2 separate regions of the Capra hircus genome follow, and region 2 is linked to region 1. The links are chromatin contacts, called in public Hi-C maps. All regions are on one chromosome and are shown on one strand. Each heading gives the region's core, a stretch centred on a gene start, on an enhancer-like site or on the middle of the called end of the contact. The rest is flanking DNA. Distances are from core to core; before and after follow the strand shown.

What was found. A called contact is a pair of places that touch in the nucleus more often than the background predicts.
Region 2: a Hi-C map of blood shows a contact between it and region 1, with 3 times the contacts expected there. The contact joins the promoter of PVRIG here to the enhancer-like site in region 1. A contact is called at or near these places in 2 of 5 Hi-C or Micro-C datasets (both in blood).

What each region holds. Positions count from the first base shown.
Region 1 is chr25:36,989,857-36,996,583 of ARS1.2, reverse strand. It overlaps ZCWPW1 (zinc finger CW-type PWWP domain protein 1), which reads right to left. Exons shown (of 17, transcript XM_005697829.3): 2 at 623-684. The coding sequence starts at 650. Among named protein-coding and RNA genes, the nearest start is that of ZCWPW1, 5.7 kb to the right of the region's middle. Within about 2 kb of position 3,198, at least 1 of the 5 cell types and tissues checked has an H3K27ac peak or open chromatin away from gene starts, as enhancers often do.
Region 2 is chr25:37,060,462-37,067,188 of ARS1.2, reverse strand. PVRIG (transmembrane protein PVRIG) reads left to right here and starts at 3,579. Exons shown (of 5, transcript XM_018041055.1): 1 at 3,579-3,795; 2 at 3,881-4,234; 3 at 4,320-4,443; 4 at 4,544-4,604; 5 at 4,706-5,325. The coding sequence starts at 3,735. The coding sequence ends at 5,038.

The sequences.
Region 1 (6,727 bases), core at 1,949-4,448:
TCAGATTCCCAGGCCTCTCCTTACCAAACTTCCCCAGGCCCCCACCTTCTTACCCCTGCCCTAAGATTGTAATGAAGTAGTCTGAAGTGAGACCCAAGAATCTGTAATTTTATAAGGCTACTCAGATGCACTTCCAGGTTTAGGAACCACTGAGTAATTCAAAAGTGATAAAAGTATGCGGAAAATGGAAATATTCAAATACGAAATTTTTAAAATTTGCTTTTAAAAACTTTGCACAAAGTGTTATGGGAAATTAGAGGAAATTTTTTAAAAATTAGTTAAAATCTACAAAGGATGCAATGAAAATTGTACTGATCCTCCCGGGCATAAGAAATCCGGGACATAAGAAATGTATCTTTCTTCGGAGATTCCATAATATTTTGAATCTATCACCACATTCAAAGTTATTTATAAATATTTAAATGGCTCTTCTCTTCCTACAAGTTCATACATTTCTTGAGTAAGACTGTTCTAAGTCAAATATATTTCACTCAAAGTGACTAGAAAAGCAGTAACTTTAACAAAGTGAATATGAAATACGAATGAACTGAGCTTCCCTTTGGTGGGAAAGGCGTCCAGACGACCTGACTGAGAAAGAACAGGAAAATGACTCTTGACTCACTTTCTTTACTCTCCAAGGTTGGCATCATTCAGCTCAGAAGCTACACTTTCTTTATGCCTCTGCTGAAAAAGAAACGAACTGTTATGCTCTGATGAACAAAATTTATTTATTGAAGCATAGTTGATTTATAATGTTAATTTCTGCTACACAGCAAAGTGATTCAGTTAAATACACACACACACACACACACACACACACACACACACAGTACTGATCAAACATGGTTTTAAACTTTCTCCTCTTCTTGCCTTCTTGGGTTCAGGGTCTCTTTGCCTAGGATGCCTAACCTACATTTTCTGCCTTATTGACTACAATCATACTCCTGGGCAGTGCCAATTAAATGCTGGAGGATAATGAAAGTTGTTTTAAAGATTAGCAACAATCCTTAGTGTTTTAAGTGTTCAGAACTATGTCCAACATGAGGTAGGCACTTATAGGTAGGTGGAAAAGACAGTGGTAGTGATTTGTTAAAAAAAAAAAAAACACACACACACACACAAAATTCAACTGAGTAAATTTTGAGGATCTTATTGGCTTTATTCAACAACTCATGAATTGGGCAGCATCGAATCTACCAGATGGATAGGAGCTCCAAGGAGCTATACAAAATTAAACACCTTTACAGGCAGAAGAGATAAGGAACACAGATGTAATACTAGGCAAAAAAAAGAAAGAAAGTAAAAGAAAAAAGCAAATTGGTTATACAAGGTTACTTTCCTTTAAGGGTCTATCAGGCAGATTACCCAACTAGTGCTGATCAGGCAATTCCTGACTGACTGGTTTAAGATTCCATTTCTGAGAGTCAAAACTGTAATTAAATTGTCTTGGTTTAGTGATAGGGGGCTTAGCATAAGCAACCCCATTAGGTGCCTCTTATTAAAACAAGATGTGTTTTTAACAGCCAAAAGTGAAAGTAGTAGTAGAGTAGTGGCATTAGAGTGTAGACAGTCCTGGAGTTAAACAGTGAGATTTTTTTTCAGAGCAATAACCTTTCACAAGGTTCTTCTAAATACTCAAAACAAATACACTATAGACTCACTTACCTATTTCAGACATCCCTACGCATAGAGAACCCCCTTTTTAACATCACTATAATGTATTATCTTCCTTTTACTTAGATCTTCTAGTCCAATAAATTTCCCAATGTGCTAGATTCTTATATTAATAATTTTTATTCAGAAAATTATTAATTTTCTGGCTCAGAAATATTTAGTAACCAGCAGGTGTTTTTGAACTGTGGTGTTGGAGAAGACTCTTGAGAGTCCCTTGGACAGCAAGAGATCTAACCAGTCAATCCTAAAGGAAACCCACCCTGAATATTCATTGGAAGGACTGATGCTGAACCACCAATACTTTGGCCACTTGATGTGAAGAGCCAACTCACTGGAAAAGACTGATGCTGGGAAAGTTGAAGGCAAAAGGAGAAGAGGTGGCAGAGGATGAGATATTTGGATAGCATCACTGACTCAATGGACATGAATTTGACCAAACTCCGGGAGATAGTGAAAGACAGGGAGGCCTCGCATGCTGCAGTCCATGGGGGTCACAAAAAGTCAAACACAACTTAGTGACTGAACACAGAGGTCTCCAGAGAAGCTAGTAATAAGAATCTAGCATATTCATTCTATATCCATAGTTTATCTGTAGCTATCTACTCAGATATGTTCTACACAACATCAGTATGTTTCATTACTGCTACCAAAATTGTGACTAATAATAAATACACTTATTGGGCACCGACTATAATCTTTGAATATGTCATCTCATTTAATTCTCCCAATAAATCTGAGATTGATGCCATTTTACACTTGGGGAAATTGGCACTGAGAAGGAGTCAGAGATATTAAGTAGCTGATAAATGGTAAAATCAGGATTAGAATCTGTCTGATCTATGTTTGCATCATGAACTGCGCTACAGTACATCCCAGGAGTCTAGTTCAGCAGTTCAGTGCTTCACACCCATTTTAACATCACAGCACACAGCTAAAGCATACACTAAAAGTAAACACTGAAACAGTGTTCTAGGTACTCTGCTCACAGCTACAGACAACCGAGGAATGAGAGAGGGAGGCCTCCAGCCACACCAAAGGCTGAAAAGATTAATATCTCTAGCTGTATGTCATTTGTGACCCAGCACGGTGCCAAGACTCATCTTATGATGTTCCAAGAATTTATACATTTTCCAGTCTTCACTTTCCACTACTGATATTATTTCTACCCAGCTGTGGTCTGCCAAAACCTCAGTGTTGATACATGGTAGAGTAAGATGAATCCAGGTCTTTGGCTTCTAAATTCTAATAACATGTCTATTCTTCTCAGTGATCTGATTTCTGGCTGTTGATTTTGAGTACTTTGAAGGCCTTGGACCTGGAACTCAATCCTTTAACTCTGCTATCTCCCACTATAAAGAGATCCAAGAGGTTTCCCAGGTGGCACAGTGGTAAAGAATCTGCCTGCCAATGCAGGAGAAATCAGTTTAATCCCTTACCTGGGAAGATCCCACATGCCATGGAGCGATTAAGCCCAGGTGCCAGGACTATTGCGCCTGCGCTCCAGAGCATGGGCGCTACGGCTGCTGAGCCCACGCGCTGCAACTACTGCAGCCCCTGCACCTTGAGCCTGTGCTCTGCAACAAGAAAAGCCACTACAATGAGAAGCCTGTGCACCACAACTAGAGAGTAGCCCCCGCTCATTACACTAGAGACAACAAAGACAAAGAAACAAAGAAAATGAGTAAGCAGTAATAAAAAAGAGAGAGATCCAAAAGTTGCATAAAATGGATCTTTGGGTTCATATATTTTTCTCTCTAAAGGGGCTGAAAATTTTATGACCCTCAAATGGCCAACTTAAACACTCAGTTGTTCAGGGTGTAGGATTCCACCCTCCAGATTCCAAGATGAATTCAAAAGTTACTGGGGACTTGACTTGGTGTGGCCACAGCATGGCTGAATATAATGTCTTTTAAAAAATTTTTGGTATTTTAAGAAAAATCCTTAATTCCATAAATGCAAATAATTGATATGTGCTGGTTTGCAGTAATTCCTTTCCGTTTATACTCGTCTAGTGTGTATTAGTCGCTCAGTTGTGTCCCACTATTTGTGACGCCACGGACCATAGCCCGTCAGGCTCCTCTGTCCATGAAATTCTCTAGGCAAGAATCCTGGGGTGGGTTGCCATGCCCTCCTTCAGGGGATCTTCCCAACCCAGGGATCGAACCCGGGTCTCCCGCATTGCAGGCAGATTCTTTACCATTTGAGCCACCAGGAAAGCCCAATTTAAGGAGCACATTTTATCACGGTTTCCATCTTAATGTTTCACCGCCAACTCCCAAACTTATTTGACAATGAAAGAAAAAGCAAGTAGGAAATTGGGGGAGAATCACTACAGCAAACTGGTCTCTTTCTTTATGATAACCCTAAATAGAAGGTACAAACTGTATAAAATTAGGCCACAAAGGGAATAATAATAATAATAATAATAAATGACAAACATATCTTCTCCCAGACTCTAAAATTCCAAAAATGACCATGAGAAGTCCCTATGAAGATAATCAGAATTACAAAACTATACTGAACAAGGAAAGCAAAATGAAATTAGTGTACTTGAGATGACAAAATTTGATTTTTTAACAATTTTCATCTATACAATATGTTTGAGTATCCTTTAACTATCTCTGGAAGAATACACAAGAAATTGACAAAAATGTCTCAGTGGAGTGGAAACAGGTAGCTGAGAGTGGAAACGAGCTCTCTACTGTAGCCTCTTGTGTAACTCTAGTATTTTATACATAGACTGCCATTTCAAAGCGACTTTTAAATTCTATTTTTAAAATAAAATTTTAAAAAGAGTATTTTGATCAACCTAAAGAGGCAAAAGTTTTCCAAGAGTTAAGTTTAAATCATTATCTAAACCTATACTGACCTCTCTAGGCCAAAGTGTGTTACTGAAGCCCCAACCAACTAGATAAAATTGTGGATCACTGTTAAGTTAATAAGATGCAGTAAATGTATAGCAATGGCACCCCACTCCAGTACTCTTGGCTGGAAAATCCCATGGATGGAGGAGCCTGGTAGGCTGCAGTCCATGGGGTCGCTAAGAGTCGGACAGGACTGGGCGACTTCACTTTTACTCAATGGAGAAGGAAATGGCAACCCACTCTGGTGTTCTTGCCTGGAGAATCCCAGGGTCAGGGGAGCCTGGTGGGCTGCTGTCTATGGGGTCGCACAGAGTCGGATACCACTGAAGTGACTTAGCAGCAGCAGCAGCAGTAAATGTATAAGCTTCCCCTATGGCTCAAACAGTAAAGAATCTGCCTGCAATGCAGGAGAAAAAGGAGATGTGGGTTCGATCCCTGGATCAGGAAGATCCCTTGAAGAAAATGGCAATCCACTCTAGTGTTCTTGGCCAGATAAATCCATAGACTGAGAAGCCTGCCAGGCTACAGTCCATAGGGTCCCAAAGAGTCAGACACGATTGAGCATGCATGCAGAGTTGAGGGTGTGATGAAGAACATTACTTTTAAAGAAAATCTCTATCCTGATCAATAGAGAAGAGAAAGTTTGGAAGTCACTGTCTGACAAATTTCTGCTCCTCTGTTTCAGATGAAGTATTTTCTTCCACAGTAACGAATACTGAAATTCACTTCAGAGAGAGAAAGACAAATTTAAAGATAGTTAATAAATATACAAAATACCACCAACTTTTACCTGGTTAGCTACGAAATGACTGGGGGCTCTAAACCCAGGAATAACATTTGAGATTTTAGTTTCTCTTTTCTTACCTTAGATGAAAAATATTGGGAAAAAAATCCAATAAAGCTTCAAATTTAAATGTCAAAGTAAAAGAACTTCCATAACCAGATCCTAACTCCTCAACTGACATAAGAAAGGCGAATAATGAGGGGGAAATAACTTAGAAGTAATAAAGTGACCCAAGGGAAGGTGAATGAGGTGTTCCAAAAGATACTTTTCTTTCATTTAGAACACCAAAAATCATCACACTGATTAGAAGATGAAATCACCTAGCTCAGCAGATCTCCAACTACTTATCTGTGTTAGATTTTCTCATATTCTTCAACCAAAACAAGATATCACAACACATTGAATTCAGAAACAGATGAAAATCCAGCTGTTTTCTATTAAGCCAGACATGAGAGAGATTTGCAGAAATGTAAAATAACACCATTCTTCATATTAAATTTTCACTTAGGATATTATATTTTCATTTAAGTGTTATCTACACTAACATTATGTAAATGGTTTACTATCATCATTTTTAAATTAATAAATAGATTAATTTTTCTCAGTTTAATTTCTAATACTTAAGTATCAATGCACAGGTAAAGAGATATAAACCAATCTTTGGAGTCCTTCAAAAATTTTAAGAGTATGAAAGGATTCTCAGAGGATTTCCCTAGAGGTCCAGTGGGTAAGAATCTGCCTGCCAATGCAGTGGACACAGGATTGATCCCTTGGTCAGGGAAGATCCCTGACCTGCATGCATGCTGTGGGACAACTAAGCCCATACACCACAGCTACTGAGCACATGCTCTAGAGGCCAAGAGCCACAACTACTGAAGCCCACGTGCCCTAGAGCCCACGTTCTACAACACAAGAAGCCACCGCAAAGAGAAGCACATGCACGGCAACCGGAGAGCAGCTCCTGCTGCCCCAACTAGAGAAAGCCCATGTGCAGAAACCAAGACCCCATGCAGGCAAACAACAACAACCAAAAAAACCTTTTAAAACATAACTTAAATAAAAAGGATTCCAGTGCTTTCCTGGTGGCTCAATGGTAAAGAATCTGCCCACCAATGCAGGAGACTAAGGTTCAATCCTTGATCCTGGAAGATCCCAAATGCTGAAAACCAGCTAAGCATTTGCACCACAACTATGGAGCCTCTGCTCCACAAGAGAAGCCATCGCGGTGAGAAGCCCAGACACAACTAGAGAGTAGCCCCTGCTCACCACTACTAGAGAAAAGCCTGTGCAGCAATGAAGATCCAGAACAGACACAAATAAATAAGTAAATTTAATTTAAAAATAAAGGGATTCCCAGACCAAAATGTTTGAGAGCTGACTTAGCTAAGTAACTTACTTCAGTCTT
Region 2 (6,727 bases), core at 2,330-4,829, 70 kb before region 1:
AACATATTCGAAGACATAAGAGCTGAAAACATCCATAATCTGGGGACAGCAACAGACATTCAGGTCCAAGAAACACAGAGTCCCAAACAGGGTCAACCCAAAGAGGACGACACCAGGACACACTGTAATTAAACTGGCAGAACGAGAACATTAAAAGCAGTAAGGGAAAGCAACCAGATTCATACAAGGGAACTCTCGTAAGGCTATCAGCTGAGTTTTCAGGAATTTTGCAGGCCAGAAGGGAGATGCGTGATATGGCGGTCAAAGAGAAAAACCTTCAACTAAGAATACTTTACCCGGCGAGGCTTTTGTTCAGATTTGATGGAGAGATCAAAAGTTTTATAGACAAGCAAAAGCTGGACGAGTTCAGCACTACCAAACCGAGAAACCTGAAAGGGGCTTGCCCAAGCGAGAAAAAGCTAACTACTGGAAACATGAACATTACAAAAGGAAAAACCTCATTAGTAAAGGCAAGTATACCGGAAAAGTAGTAAGTTAACCACACACAAAGCTATTAGTAAGATTAAAAGACAAAAGTAGTAAAAATCATCTATACTCACAATAAGTAGTTAAGAGATGCACAACAAAAAGATATTAAAATGTGTCTGAAATCAAGAGATCAGCAACTTAATCACATATATATATATATATAGACTGCTATGCGTAAACCTCATGGTAACAACAAACCAAAAATCTATAACACACACACACAGAAATTCAAATACTAAAGATAGTCATCAGTTCACAAGGGAATAAGGCAAAAAAAGAACAAAAGAACTACGAAAACAAGCAGAAAACACCACTTGGACTGGAGACACATTAATGCCACAGGTGTTAGTTTCTGCAAAAATCCCCCAGTCAACATTAACACCACAGGTGTTAGTTTCTGCAGAAATTCCCCAGTCAGTAATGTGTTAATAAAACAGCAATAAGTGCATACCTATCAGTAATTACTTTAATGTCAACAGACTAAATGTTTGAATCAAAAGACATAGAGTGGCTAAATGGATACAAGACCCGTATATGTGCTGCCTGCAAGACTCACTTCTAATCTAAGGAGAGAGAGACCAAGAGAGGGGATGGAAAAAGGTATCCACGCAAATGGATCAAAAGAAAGTTGAGGCACCAATACTTAATGGCAGACAAAGCCAGCTTCACAACGAAGACCGAATAGGAGGCAAAGGAGGGCATTACGTCATGATCGAGGGGTCACTCCAAGAGCAATAACTGAAGATACACATGCACCCGGCACAGGAGCGCCTAGACGCATAAACTAATAGCGACCGGCATAAGGGGGGAGGTGGCAGCATCACAACAGATGGGCCTGGAGGGCACGAACGCTCAGCGAAATGAGCCAGAGAGAGTCAAGTACTGGGCAGTACCGCTTATAAATGGGATTTAAAAAACGCAACAGACCAGTGACTATAACAAAAAAGCACGCATGGAGGAAAAAACTAGTGGTTACCAGTGGGGAGAGGGATGGCAGAGGGGTAAGACAGGGGTGGGCGATTAAGGGGTACAAACTACTATGAATTAAATAAGCTAGAATGATATTAGCATGTAATACAGGGAATATAGCCAATATTTTATAATTATAAATGGAATATAACCTTTAAAATTGTGAATCATTGTAGTACACCTGAAACATATAATATTGGACATAAACTATACCTCAATTTAAAAACATAAGGCTACAAGGTTTGTATAGCACAGGGAATATAGCCAACGTTTTGTAACTTTAAATGGAGCATAATCTATAAAAAATTTAAATCACTATGCTGTATGCCTGAAACTAATGTTATAAATCAACCACCAATAATAATTTTAAAAAAGATGGCAAGTGACTATTCAACAGGGGCTTGGGGACATTGGCTGGCATCCTAAATTGTAAAATAACACCAGCTCCAAATTAAAATTCTTCACGGATCAAACATAAACTCTCATAAGAGTTAAGCATAGAAACAAAACTATGACATTATAATTTGGCCCTCCTAAGCAATACACAAAATCTAGAAACAATAAAAGATGGACATTCTTAACCTTACTGAAAATTAACATGCAGAGGGAAAAGGGAGTGGGCGGCTGGCGAAGAACAGTAATGTTCTCTACTCTTCAAACACAACAACCACCACATGTGGAGTCCGAATCCCACACGATGAGAACCTACTGGGGACGACGTGACTTACAAGACTGAAAAAACAGCAAAAAGCTGGTGAATGGCTAACTTTGTGCCGGGGCTTTTCATTCATCCATCACCCAGTATTGAGCTCCCCTATGTACTTGGACCGTGTGGAGGCTAATAAAACAGCCACCACCCAGGGCCCGCCATCTGGGCGGGTGGCTATCCGTGAAGGAAAAGCACTCTCGAGACAGCTTCCTAGAGTGGGGGGGCTTCCTAGAGTTGGGGGGGCCTGACCTGGGCCTCGCAAAGTGGGGAGAAGAAAAGGATCCTCCCGGCTAGAGAGGCTGAAGTCCGCCCCGTGCACCCTGGTGCTCGGCACTCGCGCTGGGCTGGGCCTCCGTGAAGTGGGCGAGCTCTGCACAGGTCTCCCTCACCTCAGGGGAGCAGGAGGGGAGAAAGCGGGTCAGAGAGCAGGTCTGAGTCAGGTCTGGAGACCGGCACCCAGCCTGAGAGAGGGTCGAAGGGTAAGAGAATGCACGCCAGCTGGGCTGGGTACCATGAAGTGACGGGCCCGGAGGCCCTGCTTATTCTGGCTCTCCAGTGTGGATGGTTCACTTGAGACTGGGGGGCTGATGGCTGGCACCACGGAATCTGAAGAGATGCTGAATCAGGGGCATGTGGGCAGGGCAGGCCTCGGCACCACTGCCCTCTGAGTTGTCACCACACCCTGGACAGGAGTCCTCCACACAGACCCGTGGCTCTATCCCTTAAGCTCAACAAGCCACTCTCAGCCCAGGTGCAAGTTCAGCGGAAGACAAGACAGGACACAAAGCATTCTGAGCACCTGTCACTGGGACAGCAGCCCTCTTGTCAGTGTGTGTTCCGTAAAGGAAGATGGACAGGAGAGCAACGCAGAGCGATTCCGAGGGGGAGAGCCGGCTTGAGCCCGAGGCGGGGAGGGGGTGAGGGTGGTTAAGGAGAGGCCAGGTGGTCAGGATGGGAAGCCTTCAGAATTTCCTGATGGGCTGGAGATGAGTGAAGAGTTGCAGACGACTGCGCCTTTGGCCTTAGCAGCTGGAAGCCAGTTGCCCTCAGCTGTGGGGAGGAAGGCACAGATGGAGCAGGGCTCTGCAGGCAGGTCACAGCCCAGCTGTGCCTAGTGGGCTCCGCTTCCTCTCCCCAAGTTCTGCCACATTCCATTCAGGGAGGTTGGGGGTGGTGGTGTGTGTCTCAGCCTTCTTCCTAAAGACAAACCAGGGGGTCCATCCCTCTCCAGGGAAGGACATCTTCTCAGGTCCCCCTGAAGCATATCTCCCCCCAGGGCTGGTACGCACGGGCAGGGCAGGGCTGGGAACCTGAGCCCCCGTCCCGCTCACACAGCTCAGCGTGGGAACAGGGAAAACCTTGTCACTGTCACTTTAAATTTCTTGGGGGGGGGGCATTCCTCGACCCCAGATTCAGAGAAGGAAGTGGGGCAGGTTTGCAGAGAGTACCCAGCAGCTGCTCCCAGGGCCGGCTCATCCTCATACGTAAAACTTCCTGCGATGACACCGGAAATACAAGTGCTGTCCCCACGACCACAGCCCCCTGGAGCCCGGGCCAGAGGGGAGCCATGGACAGGCCCCGGGCCCTGGGCCTGCTCTGGGCACTGCTGACTCTCTGCCTCACTGCTGGTGAGTGGGGGCCGCAGAGGAGCAGAGGCCCTGGGTGCGGGTGGAGACCCAGGCCCAGACCTCCTCCCTGCACCTTCTCCCGCAGGGACTCCGGAGGTGTGGCTGCAGGTTCAGAGGGAGGCCACCGAGGCCTCCTTCACCGTCCGCTGTGGATTCCTGGGCTCGGGCTCCATCTCCCTGGTGACTGTGAGCTACGGGGGCCCCGACGGTGCTGGGGGGACAACGCTGGCTGTGCTGCACCCCACATTCGGCACCAAGAAATGGATAGCTGCCTGCCAGGCCCGCTGGGAAACCAGTACCAGCGTCTCCCTCACCTTGGAAAGGGCTCCCACCGCAGGGAGGGGCTCCAGTCCCAACACCACCTTCTGCTGCAAGTTCACTTCCTTCCCTGAGGGCTCCCAGGAGGCCTGTGGGAATCTGTCCCTCAGCACAGACCAAGGTGGGGCGGATGAGGAGGGGGGCCGGCGGGACAGGGAGGGACTTGGGGCGCCAGCCACCTGACTGGTATGTCTCTCTGGGCACAGAGCTCCCTGCTCCCAGTCCAGCCCCCGTGCTGCGGGCTGACCTGGCTGGGATCCTGGGGGTCTCGGGGGTCCTCCTCTCTGGCTGCATCTACCTTCTCTACCTCCTGCGTCGGCAGAGGCACTGGTGAGAGGCAGCCCCCGCTGAGCCCAGTCCACCGCCCCCATCTCCCCCCATCCCAGGCCGGCCACACGCTTTGCCTCTGACCCCCCCTCACTCTCCCCAGGTCGGTCATGAAGCTTCAGCCGCCGAGACACGGCAGCCCCCAGACAGACCGGAGAGCCAGTGTGAGGATGGGGGCTGGTTTCGGAGGGGAACGGAGGGAACTGCAGCTGGGGGGCCAGGAGACGGAGCCTCACTCGGGCCTCCGTCCCCATCACCCCCGCAGGCAGCCGGCCAAGCCTCCCTGACCTCCTTCCACGTCCCCTCCGCCGCCGCCGCCACGACCACCAACTACTTCAGCCCCGCAACCCTGCACCCGGTCCCCCCACCCCAGCCACTGCCCGGGTGGGTGCCGCTCCCCCCCTACGCCACGCGCCGACCCCAGAGCCCCGGCGCCTGGGCGCCCCCGCCGGCCTCCGCGCGCAGCAGCTTCGTCTCGGTCGAGAACCTACTCTACGCTCAGACGGAAAAGCGGCCCCTCCACGCCCGCGCCGACCGCATCCCGCTCCCGGACCGTCTGGGGCGCAGAGCCGCTTTGGGGCCTTCAGGAGTGCGATGAGAGGGACCCCGGGTCATCTGCCTTTCTCCTCTCCGGGCCTCTGGGACGCCCTCCTCTGCTGGATGTCTGCGTTCCGGGGGCCACCGTCTTTGCACAGCTTGTTTTATCCTTAGGCTTCCAGCGAGCGTCTCCACACAGACCCCGCGGATGTGGGCAGCACGTGTGCAAGCGTGGGCACGCGGGTGTATGTGTGAGGTGACAAAACCCCATCCCAGGTGGTTTCCTGTTTTCAAGTCCTCAGCTCCCCAGGTGAGGGCGATAACTGTCAACAAAAATGGTTTCTCTGACCTGGGCCTTTTCTTCTTTGGGGGTGCAGGCGGTGGGGGGGGGCAGGTTTGTAAGAGCTTAGCGGCGTTTCAACCCCTGTGAGGGGCCAGGTTAGGACCGGAGGGGAGGGGGTGTCAGCATGGGGACCTCTCCTCTGCCCCACCCCTGGCGGGGGTAGCAGGTGGGGGTGTCCTGGCCCTGCAGGTCTGGCTGAGGAATGCCAGGTGGAAAGACAGGTTGGGGGTCTGGTGGCCCAACCTCAAATCCCACTATGTTCTGGGACCGCAGCAAAGGCTTCTGGGGCTTCAACCTCAGAAAAGTGCCCGGGTCAGGGGCTCCCCGAGATGGCCTGGAGGTGGGGCCCTGATGCCCTCCCTCCAGAGCTGACATTCAGAGGCAGGGGACCCACCTCAGCTCTGCCCACACCAGCTTCCTCTGGCTCCTCTCTGTTACCTGGGCACCAGGATTGCTCCCCACTGGCCTCCTTGAAGGGTGGTGGGGGCAGGCAGAGGCCGCTCAGACACGGCCTGAACCCACGCTTCCCGCCCCCCCCCCCCAGCCACCCGGAAGCAGTTTTCCTCCTGTAAACAGGCCCAACGACCCTCAGCTGGGCCTGGGCCTCCTCACACCTTTCCCACGGGAGACATGGTGAGAGCCCTGTAACCGTAAGGACTCACCTGCCGTGATGGATTCTGGGTGGCGGGGTGGGGGGCCGCCGAATGGGCCTGGAGCCGGGCTCGGACAGCACCCAGCCAGGCGGGGGCACCTCCTGCTTGGTCCCTTCCTGGGTCCTGCCTGTGGGAAACCCCAGGAGTGCCACCTCCATCCCAGGAACCGCCTCCTCTGCCTGGCTCAGAAGGTACGACCACAGAATCTTCCAGAAACCTCACTTACTCCTGCAGGCATTGTTCAAGGAACCCATGGGAGCCCCACCAGCCAGCAGCTCTACACCACACAGGGGAGAGGGTGAACCAGACAGGGCGAGGGGGTGGTTGAGGGTCATCAGCATCCTCTGAGGAGCCCGCAGCACTGGCCTGGTCAGCTCAGTGGTCCATGTAGGATTGGGGGCTCATGGGAAAGAGGTGGGGGTGCTGGGGAGGTCCCTGATGGTAAACCAAGGTAGAGAGATGTAAGCAAGGGAGTAGCTTGGGGCCCGGCAGCCTTGGGACCACATCAAGACCAAGGACAGAGGGGTGGGCAGTGGGGCTGAGGGGAGGCCTTGAAGGAAGGCTCACTTGCCTAGAAGAGACTGTTCATGGGAGGAGAGGGCCACTCTGAGGGCTCCTGGGCCCCCAGCCAGGCCACCGGCCCATCAGAGTCGGGAGAGTCCGCCAGCTCAGGAGGCGATGAAACCCTCATCCTCGGGACCCAGGAGGTCTGGGCCGCGGGCCTGTTCCTAGCCGGCCGGAAGTCAGAGCCAGG